Linked DNA regions of Gossypium hirsutum: region 1 is linked to region 2. Evidence: chromatin contacts called from public Hi-C data. All regions are on one chromosome and are shown on one strand. The core of a region is the stretch at or near the end of the contact, and the rest is flanking DNA. Distances in the headings are between cores, read along the strand shown.

Region 1 (3,674 bases), core at 511-3,010, 430 kb after region 2:
TTAGAATAGAGTCAAGATGAGAAATAAAAGGCGGCTGATACATTCAAACCCCTGTTGAAAAGTTCTAGCTGCTACTTGGTAGCCTTGTTAATGTGGATCAACAACATGCAGGAAGTTTCAATAACAAGTGTAAGTTAAATCATTGTTTTTGAAGATTCATGTTGAGCACATATTCGAATATGGACGTCCTCTACAAATTTAGACACTCAGACTTGAATCTGAATAAGTAGAGTTAAAAAATGTTATAAAAACTTATACTAAAAACTAAAGTATTAGTGCCTAAAAGGTTAAGTTAGGATGATCTAAAGATACCAAAATGAAAAACTAAAAAAAGGGGGGGATAAACAAAGGCAAATTGACAAAAAAACATCACTAGAATTGGTCTGCAGAAAAGGGGACATGTTAACTTCATCACAAAATGAAGATGGCCCCTACGGGTACTACTGCCACTCACTAAGTCTGAAAAAAAACTCTAATGATACACAATTTTAGTGTACCATTTACCCACTACTAGATTCCATTGCCCCCCCCCCTCCCTTTTTTTTTAACTCTTTTCCTTTTCTTCACAAGCTCCATTTCATTCACTCATCATCTGATGCAAACTTACAATCAAACAAATTCAGAGAAACACGCATGCATGCATGTTATGCTATGTATGTATGTAAAGACATGAAAGCATTTAAGCAGGTCACTTGATTGGGAAAGGCCAATTCAAGAGTGACCATTTAGACTACCCGTGTGTCGAGTTCTCACATCAAACTGTTGCAATTCACGCCTGTTTTTTTCTTTCCTTAAAGAAAATACAGATGGTGAACTGTTAACAAAATGGGAAAAGTAAGGGCCACACTTTCAAATGAAAATGAAGTAAAGATAGGGACCATTGATGGTTCATGTGGTGGCTCGAGTTTGAGTTTTTTTAGATAAGAGTCGGTCTCAATCTTATCCGAAGAAAATTTGAAGCTTCGTTTGCATTGATGGAGACTTGGGTTTTGTAACTGAGATTTTCAATATCTAACTTTTGAACCTTGGGCTTACCCAAGTGGGTTCATATACCCAAGGTGAAATCTAAGCCAAGTCTAGCGGAGTTCCAATGATTTTTGCAATGAAAAATCTAATATTTTTTGTTTGGTATAATCACAAATGTGATATTTAGATAAAGCTTGATCAATAATGACGACTTTAAGATTCGAATTTGGTTTAAATGTTTAGAAAAAAAATTTATTTTCACTCCTTCGAACTACTTGTTATTCTGAAGAGTCCAATATTTCACTCACAAAATCATGACTACTTTATAAAATTATTTAACAATATATGATGATACTTAAATTATTAGAAAAATATGTTAGATTTTCTCTCTAAAAAATGTGATCCCACTATATCATATATCCTATTTATCATGCATGTAACGATGTATCACACTTTAAATTTTAAAAATAATAATATTAAACTGAATTAACATGTAACACTGAACCTATCGTGATAAGATCAATTTTTGAAAAAATATCATAATTTTTAAAAATACATTATTTTTATAATAAAATACAAAATCAGCCTACTATTAGCTCCACAAATCATATTAACACTGCAATAATACAATGTGCACAACTGCTGATTTACTCAATCTGTAAGTTCATCAACCTGGGGGCTTAACCAAGTTCGTTCGGAGGGCTACAAAACAAAAGTGACATCACACAACTGTTAGCCCCTCAACTCACATTAACACTACAATAATGTGCAAAACTACAGATTTTCTCCGTCTATAAATACAGGCTCCATCTGAGAGAACTTCCAAGTAAATCTGGTTACATATTTACCAGTCTTTCAATTCTATAACATGGCTCCAGTGCCTAGTTTACCAATTAAAGTTGGACATATTGATGATGTCCAAGAACTAAGAAAAGCTAAACCAGCCACGGTTCCTGAAAGATTTATCAGAGACATGGCTGATAGGCCAAAAGTTGTTCCAAATCTATCATCATCTCTTGACATTCCCATCATTGATCTTTCTAAGCTCGTGAAAACAGACAAAGATGAAGTTATGCAGCTTAAAACTGCCTGTGAAGAATGGGGATTTTTCCAGGTACTAAAACAGTCAGATTGTCTTTGTTTTGTTTGAAGTATGGAAGTTAATGACTGATTGCATTTCAGGTACTGAACCATGGGATTGATCTGAATGTTGTTGAAGACATTGAAAACGTAGCCAAGGATTTCTTCATGTTACCTTTACAGGAGAAACAAAAGTATCCAATGGCTCCAGGGACAGTTCAGGGCTATGGTCAAGCTTTTGTGATCTCAGAGAACCAGAAGTTGGATTGGTGCAATATGTTTGCTCTTGGTGTTGAGCCACCTTGTATAAGGAACCCAAAACTCTGGCCATCAAAACCAGTTAACTTCAGGTAATCACAAATAACACTAAATATGAACCTTGAAGTATACAGATGTAACTCTCTTTTTTGTTTTTCAGAGAAACTTTAGAAATTTATTCAAGAGAAGTGAGGAAACTTTGCAAGACACTTCTGAAGTATATAGCAGTGAGCCTTGGACTAAAAGGGGATGTTTTTGAAGAAATGTTCGGAGTGGCTGTGCAAGCAGTAAGGATGAATTATTATCCTCCATGTTCAAGACCTGACCTTGTTTTGGGCCTTAGTCCACATTCAGATGGAAGTGCCCTTACAGTGTTGCAGCAGGGAAAAGATAGCTCAGTTGGTCTTCAAATCCTTAAGGGCCAAACGTGGGTGCCTGTTCAGCCTATTCCAAATGCACTAGCCATCAACATCGGTGACACTCTAGAAGTAAGAAACCCGGAACCATTATGGGTAAACACTCTGTTAATAACAATGTTCCAATATCAGTTCTGAAATCTCTTGTTGTACAGGTTCTTACAAATGGAAAATACAAGAGTGTGGAGCATAGAGCAGTAACTCACAAAGAGAGAGACCGCCTTTCAATCGTCACTTTCTATGCTCCAAGCTATGACACAGAACTTGGTCCAATGGCAGAACTGGTGGATGAGAAGAATCCATGCAGATACAGAAGATACAATCATGGAGAGTACAGTAAACATTACGTAACCAACAAGTTGCAAGGCAAAAGAACCCTGGATTTCGCAAAGATCCAATCCAAGACCTCGAATTAACAAGGATTCCACTTTGGTCTCCCCCCCCCTAGATCACTATTCTTGTACTATTTAACTGTAAGAAATGAGCTTCTATCATGGTGGACTGCGCTGTTTCTTCTGTAACAAAGTTTTCCCAAATGCATATCAGCTTATGGAAGCTTGGTGGGACCTTTGTTTAGTAAAGCTTTCTTGTCAAATTGTGTGCTTTGTCTCTAAACAACATTTTCAAATTAGTACCTGCAAGCTGATTGATGAAATAATAATGACCTGGTATCTAAAGAAAGAAATACCCGAACTTTATTGTCATCAAACAAGTAAATCAAATGTATTAAGCTCAGTATTCATCAATCATGTCACATCTAATTGTGTAAGCCCATTAGAGTAATCTGCTAAGGAAATACAAGTTGAAGTACAAAATAAAATGTGTATAGTTTGGGGTCAAAATTACGGATTAACCCCGATAAGTAAAGCAGGAAAAAGATGCCACTTTTTACTGTTTCTCTCATCAGATTCATGATAAGCAAAGAAACATGGCAATCATATTAGTGAAGGAATC
Region 2 (3,849 bases), core at 906-3,405:
ATTGAGATGAACAACCCGGAAGCTCTGATACCAATTTGTAAAAATAGAATGTCGGTAATGACAATATATCACAAAGAAAAAAAATAAATAACAGATTTTACGTGGAAACTCTTTCGAAAAAAAACCACGGGCAGAGGAGAAGAAAATTCACTATGTCTAATTCGAATTATTACAAGAAGAGTAGGTTATGTCTATTTATAGGCTTGTAAAACCATATTCTAATAGGAGTGTAGTAAGATTGAAACACCTTATTCTAATCAATATCAAATAGATAGAGTTTAATAAAGTTTAAAAAACCTTATTCTAAAAATAAAATAAAATAAATATAATTCTATAGGGATTTTACTTTTATTTTATTTTACCACTGTATTTGATTTAAATAAGGATTCGGGTCACTTAATTCTAACAATGACTAATATCAATAATGATATGAACTTTTATGGAACAGATTAGGTTCAATCTAAAGGCAATAATTTTAGTTCAGAGCAATGGAATTTCATCATACAACATCAAAAACTTAATTTGTTGGATTTCATTATAGCATAGGAAGAAGAAGAGAACTTGTATCTTTCTTCATTAAAATAAGATTCTTTTGGGCCATCTTAATAAAATTTTAACATTGGAATTTTGTTAAAGGTTTCCTGATGAAGGGAGAAGAGATAAAAAGAAAGGGAGAAGAAGATATTGAAAATAAAGAAAAAAAAAAGGAGAATAAAAGAAAAAGAATGAAATTTGTTTTAGTTGTATGATTTGACAAAAGAATTTATCTGAAAAGATCATATTAATTGCCGCATTAACTTGTTGTTACACTTTTTAACGAGAATTAACAGTTGAATGATCATAACATAATAAATAATGTTAATGATTATATCATAATTATTTAAAATATGACTTGAGCAAATTACCTTAAATATCTAGAATGGCACATTAGATAACAAGTGTTTATTTGAGATTAACCTTAAATGATATATATTTTAAAATTTAATGAGTAAACATTTTGGGCTATTTGAAGCCAAAATGTATCTATTTGATGATAAAAAATAGGCTTAAGCCATAAAATGGTACTTAAACTATATTGTTTTTTTTCAAGTTTGTATTTCAACTTTTATTTGGTCGAGTGGTACCTAAACTATACCACAAAATGGTACTTAAATTATATCTCTTTTTTTTCAAGTTGGTATTTCAACTTTTTTTTGGACGAGTGGTGCCTAAATTATACCACAAAATGGTACCTAAATTATAAAAAATTTTCCCAGGTTGATAGCTAAACATTTTTTTTGGTTACGAGTGATATATAAAGTATACTCCAATACCCAAAGTAGTACTTAAACTATACTCAATTATCCAAATTACTTCAGTAGTTAAAAAAAGCCCTCTTAGCCAATTATTTTGTGACACATGGTACTACAAAGTTCCCAAAAAAGTTAAATATTATTTCTAAAATTTGTAAACATATTTATCTTTTTTGTTCTTCAATGAAGAAATCTGATTGTGGAAAAATAAAGAACTCATCGAAAAACCTATTCAAACCTAGTTGACGACAAAACCCGGATTTTAGTGAGTTTCTTCTCCATTTTTAAACCTCGATCAAAACTTGTCTATTATTTTTCTTAAAAATAACTTTTTTTTTGTTTTTTCTATGTACTTTGTATAAAATAGTTAATGTTATATGAATCTCTATAATGAATAAAGTACAAATAAAGAATGAAATCCAAATATTGGGTAGAAACTGGGTAGAAAAAAATTAAAAGAAAAAAAAGAATTGTAGGGAGAGAGTGTAAAAGGAATTGAAAAGTTTTAATTTAATTTAATTTGATATTTTTATAATTTAATTTAATTATATTCTTTGAATTTTATTTTAACATAAAGTATCACGTGTCGCAAAATGGTTGGTTAAAATATTTTTGTTTAACGATTAAGTAATTTGGGTAATGAAATATAATTTAGGTATCATGTTGGGTATTGAAGTATGGTTTAAGTAGCACTTGTGACCATAAATATGTTTATGTACCAACTTAAGAAAAAGGTATAGTTTAGGTACTATTTTGGATAACGAACAAAAATTTAGATACCACTTATGGCAAAACAAAATTTAGTGAGAAAGAAAAAAGAAAGTATAGTTTAAGTATCATATCATTATTTAAGCCTAAAAGATGATATAGGCACCAAATTGAATTCTAAAGCTAATGTGAGGTGACAATATTGTATTATCCCTATATATTTTTGGGAGTTTCGTTTGACTTGTCGACCCACGACGGCAACACCGCCTTTCAGCGACAACATAAAAATCCATGATCTAAAGACCAACTTCTTTTCTCTTCTCTTTCCCCAAATGGATTCACCCTCGTCTTCACCGAAACCATTGGGGAAACCGAACATCCAGAGATTCATACGAAGAGTAATTTCTCCGGCCATCGTCGACAAAACATGTCCCATATGCTTGAGAACCATCGACGTTCCTGGAGCGGCGGTTCTCACCGTTTGTTTCCACGCTTACTGCTTGGACTGCATCCACAAGTGGAGCGATTTGAAGAGGAATTGCCCTCTCTGCAATTCCACCTTCGATTCTTGGTTCTACAAAATCGATCTCTCCTCTCTAAGATACCTCAAACAGCAGTTACCTGCTATCTCCGACTGCAAATCAGTTATTCCACGACCACGGTCCACCGTAGCTGATCGTCGACGGTGAGTTTTCTTTTTTGATTAACGATTATCTGACTATTTAATTGTAAGTCGAATAAAAGAGTTGATTGTTTAGGTTACTCTTTTTTTTTTCTTTTTAATTATTTGGTTAGGATCATCGAAAGGACCAGAAGAGAAATGAACGATGTTAACCGGAGAACGAGACCGTTGCCTTGGCGGCGATCTTTTGGGCGACCCGGGACTATGTCGCCTCATGTTATCGCCGAAAGGAAGCTTCAATGGCGTGCCAGGTACCTTATGAAGACCCAATTTAGTTATATTTGCCTAATTCTAAGATTAAATGGCTGATAGGGTTTCTCTTGCAGTGTGTATAACCGACGGCTGCAAGCTGTGCCTATATATCATGGTAATGGTTTTCAGCAGGTAGGTTTACCTGGTTTAGTTCTTTGAAGGTTTGCATTTTTTTTTCCATATATTTGAAATGTGACGTATATGATAAATTAGTGGATTTGATTAGCAAGGAAGGGTTATTTTCCATCATTTTGATGCGTTATCTCTTTGCTTTCAGAATGTTCCTAGGATTAGGAATGATTTTGAGAAAGAGAAACTACTGCGAAGAATAGAACCATGGATTCAAAGGGAGCTTAAGGCTATCCTCGGAGATCCAGATCCATCAATCATTCTTCATGTTGTGTCCTCGCTTCTCTTCTCTAGACATGAAGATGGCTCTTCCGCCTCTTCGACACAGCTCAGTTTTGTCAACGACAACTTTCTTGCTCCTTTGGAACCTTTTTTGCACCACCGAACCAACATGTTTTGGCATGAACTCAGGTGAGTTATACACCTTTGCTTTTTTGATTTGCTTGAAGATTTCCTTTTCTGTTATTATTAATTTTCAGAAATGTATACCAGATGCTTTGTGGATAGTCCATTTACCATGGAAACTTATGATGCAGTAGTTGAGTATAGACAGTTGAAGTAGCGTCACTTAGCCGAGTTGCATATTATTTTAACTGATATCTCGTCTACACACTATATCTGTGGCGTAAGAGATCAGTTCCTTCAGAGCTTGTTATCCTCGATGGTCTGGTGATGGCTGCACTATCAGTTTTTAAGCCATCAGGTAAAATGGCACAGCTTAGAGATTGAAGGATTTAATCAAATTCTGAAGCTAGGCCTTAACTGATGAAAGAAAAAATGTGCTCA

What was found. Hi-C and Micro-C count contacts between places; a contact is called where the count stands out from the background.
Region 1: a contact with region 2 is called in a Hi-C map of leaf, with 2.1 times the contacts expected there. The contact joins the promoter of LOC107916071 here to the promoter of LOC107916037 in region 2. A contact is called at or near these places in 2 of 34 Hi-C or Micro-C datasets (both in leaf).

The regions. Positions count from the first base shown.
Region 1 is chrD10:49,379,411-49,383,084 of Gossypium_hirsutum_v2.1, forward strand. LOC107916071 (protein SRG1) reads left to right here and starts at 1,761. Exons shown (of 4, transcript XM_016845240.2): 1 at 1,761-2,080; 2 at 2,149-2,396; 3 at 2,465-2,792; 4 at 2,876-3,301. The coding sequence starts at 1,835. The coding sequence ends at 3,136.
Region 2 is chrD10:48,952,173-48,956,021 of Gossypium_hirsutum_v2.1, forward strand. LOC107916037 (E3 ubiquitin-protein ligase Topors) reads left to right here and starts at 2,156. Exons shown (of 5, transcript XM_016845209.2): 1 at 2,156-2,685; 2 at 2,796-2,933; 3 at 3,009-3,066; 4 at 3,212-3,474; 5 at 3,556-3,849. The coding sequence starts at 2,333. The coding sequence ends at 3,625.